Regions from separate parts of the Zea mays genome. Here region 1 is linked to region 2. The links are chromatin contacts, called in public Hi-C maps. All regions are on one chromosome and are shown on one strand. Each heading gives the region's core, a stretch centred on a gene start, on an enhancer-like site or on the middle of the called end of the contact. The rest is flanking DNA. Distances are from core to core; before and after follow the strand shown.

What was found. Hi-C and Micro-C count contacts between places; a contact is called where the count stands out from the background.
Region 1: a contact with region 2 is called in a Hi-C map of leaf, with 2.7 times the contacts expected there. The contact joins the enhancer-like site here to the promoter of LOC100279115 in region 2. A contact is called at or near these places in 3 of 25 Hi-C or Micro-C datasets (bundle sheath and leaf).

What each region holds. Positions count from the first base shown.
Region 1 is chr5:220,040,996-220,044,303 of Zm-B73-REFERENCE-NAM-5.0, reverse strand. No RefSeq gene overlaps it. Among protein-coding and RNA genes, the nearest start is that of LOC100383302, 22 kb to the left of the region's middle. Within about 2 kb of position 1,598, at least 19 of the 20 cell types and tissues checked have an H3K27ac peak or open chromatin away from gene starts, as enhancers often do. A contact at or near this core is called in bundle sheath and leaf, where this site is marked.
Region 2 is chr5:219,927,386-219,930,434 of Zm-B73-REFERENCE-NAM-5.0, reverse strand. It overlaps LOC100279115 (zinc finger protein), which reads left to right and starts at 1,549. Exons shown (of 1, transcript NM_001152156.1): 1 at 1,549-2,799. The coding sequence starts at 1,830. The coding sequence ends at 2,684.

The DNA of each region.
Region 1 (3,308 bases), core at 349-2,848, 110 kb before region 2:
TCGCCGTCCCCGTCCCGCTCCTCGGTCCGGTCACCGCGGCTGCAGAGGGCGCCGCGGCCGTGCCGCGTCCGGCCGGACCCGCAGCCCAACTCCAGCGGCTCCCTCCTCCTGCCTCCGCCCCTTCCGCCGCACCCACACGAACACGAGCCGTCGTCGACCGGGCACCGCCGCGTCGCGGACGCGGAGAGGAAGAGGGGCCGCGGGAGGAAGAGCAAGAGGACGGCGCCGTTCGCGTGCCTCCTCAACGCCCTGCTCTGCAACAGGAGGCCGGCGAGGCCGGTCGACCGCACGCCGCGTGCAACGGCAACGCCAACGCCAACGCCCGCCACCGCGGCGCCGGAGCCGGCGTCGGCGAGGTCGATCCTCTCGTCGCGCGCCTCGCGGAGCCGGAGGGAGTCCGCGGCGGCGGGAGGGGTTCTGGCCCCGGCGAGGCGGGCGGTGCGGTTCTCGCCCGTGGCGACGGTAGTGGGCGACGGGCACGGGCACGGCGCTGGATCGGTCGGGACGGCGACGACGGGGCTGCGGGCCAAGGAGTCCGCGGCGGAGGCGGAGAGGAGGGTGGAGGAGCTGCTGCGCGCGCTCGGCGTCGCGGATGAGCGGGAGAGGGCTAAGGAGAGCACCGAGTCCAGCTCCGACCTGTTCGAGCTCGACAGCCTGCCCGCATTCCAAGACAGAGGCACCGACCTGCCGCGTTCCAGAACCGTCGCCGACGGCGACGATGGCGCCGGGCTGCTGGCACGGCCGCGGCCCCGCGTGCAGTGAGATGGTTGTCCTTCTATCCTAGTTGTCTAACGATCATCATGAACAAACTACCTGTGTCGGTAGCTTGTATGATCATCAAAGCGCCAAGCTATCCTTTTTGGCTTTTGCCTTTGTCATGGTTTTAGCTCGCATAGGTCTAAATGGTAAATCTTGATGGCAATGTTGAAAATGGCTGCTGCTGCTGCAGACATTGCAATGTTTGCATGCGTTCTCGGTTCTCGTTTCATCTGTGCGTGCAAGTTGAGCTAGGCGTAATAAAACGTCCTCCACAGCAGTTCTTCTGTCTCATTTCCTACTATCGTATCTTTTATTTTAAATTTCACTCCGTAAACAGCACCGAACAGTATTTGTGTCCTCTATTTTACACTCCGCTGAATACGGTCTAATAAAAAGCACATACCCAACCGTTCTCATTTTGTACCCTTAACACATCTATAGCGTGCTTACATCGACGACAGTTCATTCAAAAAGTTCACCGTCTCATGAAATTTATTTTTATTTGGATTTTTCTGGATCCAGTTTGCGTATCAAAATTTGAAAAGTTTATAGATCGTTTTATCCTAGTTTTAAAACCTTTTAAGTAGTTTTTTATATCATGGCTCTAAGCAAGTTGTTTGCGCTAAATACGTTCCCTACAAGTGGTTTGCGTAGAGAGGCAAAGCTATCAATTGGAACTTGGAAGTACTTGACTAAGGGGCACACAGTCTTTCAATTACGTAGCTCGTTGGTGTACCAGAGAGAACAATGGCAAGGGCTTTGTTCTAGAGCCCAGCTCGGCCCAGTTCAGCTAGGGTTGACACTTAGCCCTCTGCTATATTTAGCGAGAGCGAGCCCAGCCCATACTGGGTAGGTCGCGCTGTGCACTGATTTCGGAAACTAGCAGGCCATGTGTCGCATCATCTTGTACGGTGGCCCAACAGTTCCCACTTCCCAGTAACCCCGATCCGGTTCTACCTACGTGCAACCTGCTTCGCCCGTGTCCCGCGCTGCGAATCTGACACATGGCGTTCCACTCTGAATCTGACACAAAGCTAATCGTTTCCCTGGTACTCCTTGTTACCTGTACCTGTATTCCATTGACGCTCTTCTGTGTAGGCCTGCGTCTGCGTCTTTCAGCAGCAGCAGCAGCATGCTACGCTGACGCTCTTATAGCTTTTCTGAAGACCCATCGTCCATCCATTTGCTTCCCGCCTGTCTGTTCACTGCTGAATATACCGTGGTTAACTTTCTCAGACTTCTCATATTTAGGGTCAAAGGATGAAGATCCCATATTCCCATCAGCACCATCTCCTTTTTTAAAATATTTTTTCGGAAAATTCGGAAGAACGAAAAGAAAAAAAAAGAATATTCACCACCCGATTTACAGACATATTTATACAGACGAGTACTCATCCACTGAGATTGTGCACTGCGCATGCACAGACGACCACTCTTTTTCGCAGAAGTGGCGATGAGCTGAACAACCTGTGTTTTTCGCGCCCGGCCTTTCCCCGGTGAACAATCCACGCTCCTGATGACGAGAAAAACAAACATTGGGCAAAAAAAAAGGTTGTTCAGCCGAAGCTTTGCATTGCATCCAAGGAACAACACCAGCATCCCTGACAGTGATAGGGCAGCTAGTACTGATGGCAGGCAGCACTTGCGTGTCCTTTTCTCGTTTGGAAACCGGAACGCCGGCTTTCATGACATGGCTGCTGCACTGTACCCAGGTGCTGACTATTCTTCCCATGGAGAAGGAGAAAGGCAGCCTCCTGCTGCCCAGATCTCATTGCCACTGGAGTAGAGTGGACTGTATCATGAAAGCTAGCGGCGCTGGCAACCTTTGGCAGAAATAGCAAGTGCTGGGGAGAATCATGCCACTTTGGGAACCTGGCATTGGCAGGCACGCATGGCCATGGGCATGGAATGAAGGCGTCTTTTTACATTTGTTAAATCAGTGGTGGTTAACGGAATAGGAGATTAGGCGAAGGCGGCAGCTTCAGTTTCAGAAAGATTAGCTTGCAAAACGAGGGTAGTTTGCAGATACCCCTATAAATATATACCATATAGTTAATTCAACAATACTTATTTGATATCATAAATTTTAGTATTCTTATAGATTTGATCGAAGAAGAAACGTTCTGATTTGTTTTTTTTGGGTAAAGAGGGAGTACTTCAACAAAGGGCGTATATGACTTGTTAATTCAACGATACTTTGTGTTGACGTCTTTTCGGAGCGCCAAACACTCAACAAGAACCGTGGCGGTGCCCTCTGCACAGGGGCGGACTGTCCGCGGCCTGGTACGCGACTGGGGCTCCTGCCTGACGGCCGGACGGTCCGCGCCCTGGGGCCGGACGGTCCGCGCGTACGCAGGGACGGCGGAAGATCGCCGACGGCGCCTGGATCTCGCTCCCGGGAGGGACCCCGTCGGGGAGTAGAGATCCTAGGTGGTGTCTAGGCTCGGGCTGGCCGACCTAGACTCCTCTAATCGACGTAGAGCCGAAGAGAGACGAAGAATTTGGGGATTGGATAGCTAAACCTAAACTAGACTAGAACTACTCCTAAG
Region 2 (3,049 bases), core at 300-2,799:
TTATTTTTCCTCTGTGTGATTGTGAGAGCATAAAAACATAAAAGAACCTTCGCCGTGGAGCTGTCCTTTTTTAATAAAAAAAAAGTGTTGGATGAACGAAATAAAGCTTATTACAAGAACCCATAAATTGTCAGTGCAATTGTATTGTGTCAGATGGTTGGGCCTAAAGCCCGTAGCAAGTTGAAGAATGAAGACCTCTCTCTCGATCTCTCTCTCTCTCTCTCTCTCCCTCTTATTATTGCAGTAAGATCGAGAATGCATGCTTGCCATCGCCCCATCGTCGTCAATGAGCTGAGCTACTTTCCGCCCGTATTACCACTTGCGCACTGATGTCTGTACACGTACGGGTTACCGGATCGATGACCAGCTAGCTAGGGTGAGCAGGTACAAGACGTCGTGTTTTTTTCTCACCCATGGACGTTATGGCGGCGGCCAGAGCCAACGTCCGGTGATACCCAGTGTAGTGTAGCGCCCTTTACCAGCTCATTATTGGGCGAGAAACCAGCGTGCATGAAATTCGGTAAAAAGAGACGAAAAGGCCTGCGAAAAAGAGAGGAGAGCAAAAAAAAAAAAACTAAAGTAGTAAAAGCTTGGAGCGAGTCTACAGCGTACGGGTACCGGGTACGTACGTACTACGTAGAGCTGCTTTTGCTCTAGCCACCGGACATGTGGATCCCAGTCCAAAGCGTCATCAATGGAGCACGTAGTACGTACGTACTCACTGCAGCTGATATAGGCCTTTTTAGATCTTATGGCTAATTGTTTACTTGTGCCTAATAATTAGCCGGCAAATAATTAGTTAGTAACATTAAGTTAGGCTATGTTTGGAGTCTTGACTAATAATTTTTTTATATTAGCACCTATTAGCTAGGCCAGATAGCACCTATTAGCAGCGGGCGGGACAGTATGTACGCCAACAACACACAAGAGCGGGCGGGCAGGGCAAGCACGTCGCCGTCCCCAGGACCAGGAGGAGGACCACCTGTGGACTCCGCCCGCCTCTGCGTCTCTCGTTGTTCTAGAGAAGCCAAACTCCTATGAAGAAAAAAAAAACTCGAGGAAATCCAGAGGCGGAGATGGCGTCGCACAACACCACTCCCGTCTCCCTTCTCCGCTCCCCCACCAGGCCACCACTTGATGCCCTGACGCCGACTGATGCCGGAGAGCTAGCTAGCGTTGCGTTGCGTTGCATGCGTTGCACCACCAGACAAGACACGACCGAGCTAGCTTGCAGCTATTCCTATATAGCAATATAGCATGGAGGATTTTCTCTAAAAAAACAAAAAAATACAGATTTATTTATATTCTATCTGCGTGCACGAATTTGTACTAGCTAGCTAGCTAATACCCATTCTATCAACAGATATGTGAGTAGAGAAGAGACGAGGCTAGCTAGGAGAGGAGACTATTATAGCTATAGCTAGCTATATTACCACTGCATGCAGATGCAAAAGCAGCCCGGCCAGGGCCCAGGGGCACAACCAGCAGACTGCAACTGCCACTGCATGCAGCTGTACTTGGTGGCGAGAGGGGGGGAGCTTTTAAGCGAGCCTAGTCGTGTCTCCTCTCCTCTCCCCTCCCCTCCTCCGTGCTGCTCCGCCCCTCGATCGGCTGGCTCTACTTTGCATGGTCCCCGGCCGGGCCTCCTCTTGCGTGCTCTCCGACCTCAGTCACGGCGCCCATCACGGCCCCTTAAAACCGCATACTACACAGAAACATATACCACCAAGCTTGCTAGCTTGTCGCCTCACAAGCTACGGCGAGCTACTAGGCGAAGTAGAATTATTCCTGGGGCCGCGCGGCAGCTAGCTCCTAGCTCGCAGCCGGCCATGGCGAAGCCGCAGGAGGTCCGCAGCGTCGACTCCTTCTCGCAGCTACCGTTCATCCGGCCGGCGCCGGCGCCGAGGGACGCCACCATCCGTCTGTTTGGCCGCGAGTTCCCCAGCGACCACAACCAGCAGCAGCAGGACGCCGCGTCCGACTCCCCCGACGCTGCCAACAACGGCAGCACGGTCACGTGCGAGAGCAACGGCGCGGCCAAGAGCGGCGCCGCGGCCGAGAGGAAGTTCGAGTGCCACTACTGCTGCCGCAACTTCCCGACGTCGCAGGCGCTGGGCGGGCACCAGAACGCGCACAAGCGCGAGCGGCAGCACGCCAAGCGCGCCCACCTCCAGGCCTCCCTCGCCATGCACCGCTACGTGCCCGGACACATGTACGGCCTCTTCAACTACTACCCCCACCCCCACCCCATCGGCGGCGGCGCCCGCTTTGACCACCCCGCGCCGCCGCCGCCGCCGCTGCAGCACTACCCGATGTGGACGACTAGCGCCAGCCCCGCGGGGCCCTACGGCGGCGGCCCGGGCTCCATGTCGCAGCCAATCAACGGTAGCCCGGTGCCCGCGGGGCTCTGGAGGGTGCCGCCGCCCCCCGCGGCTACTGCCATGGAGAATTTCGGCGTGTCCGCCCGGCACGGCGCTAGTGGTGGCACGGCCTTCCCGGTCGGGCCGCCTGGTGGGGAGGCAGCAGCGTGCAAGGACGATAAGGCGGCGGTGATGATGAGCTTGCTGTCCCCCTCCCCCTCGCTCTCGTCGTGCTCGTCCACGTCGCCGGAGACGAAGCTAGCAGGTAGGTATGAACTGGCCCGCCAGAAGGAGACTGTTGTTAGCTTGGACCTCCATTTGTAATCCTTTCTTGTTTATTTATTTACATAGTAGGTCTCCGATCTCTCCCGTCGTTGTGGATTAGCAGTCGCAAGCGCGTGTCAATTCTCATAGTTTTCTAAATAATCGTTTCTACGTACCCCCTTTTTTATGCCGTACGTCTGAAATTCAAGTTCTTCATATTTCTCGATATCTTCTTGTGGCCCAATTTCTGCTAAAGTGATAGCTGACGAACTTCAGAAAATAAAACTTCTTCCTCGATCTGCATGATGAACAGAAGAAGAATTACTGTACGCAGTGGAGATATATACTCTTGTTTTATTGTTAGGCGGCATCATGTTTGATTTGAAGAGGAAGTCATCAGATAAAACTTTCCAGCATGTTCATTT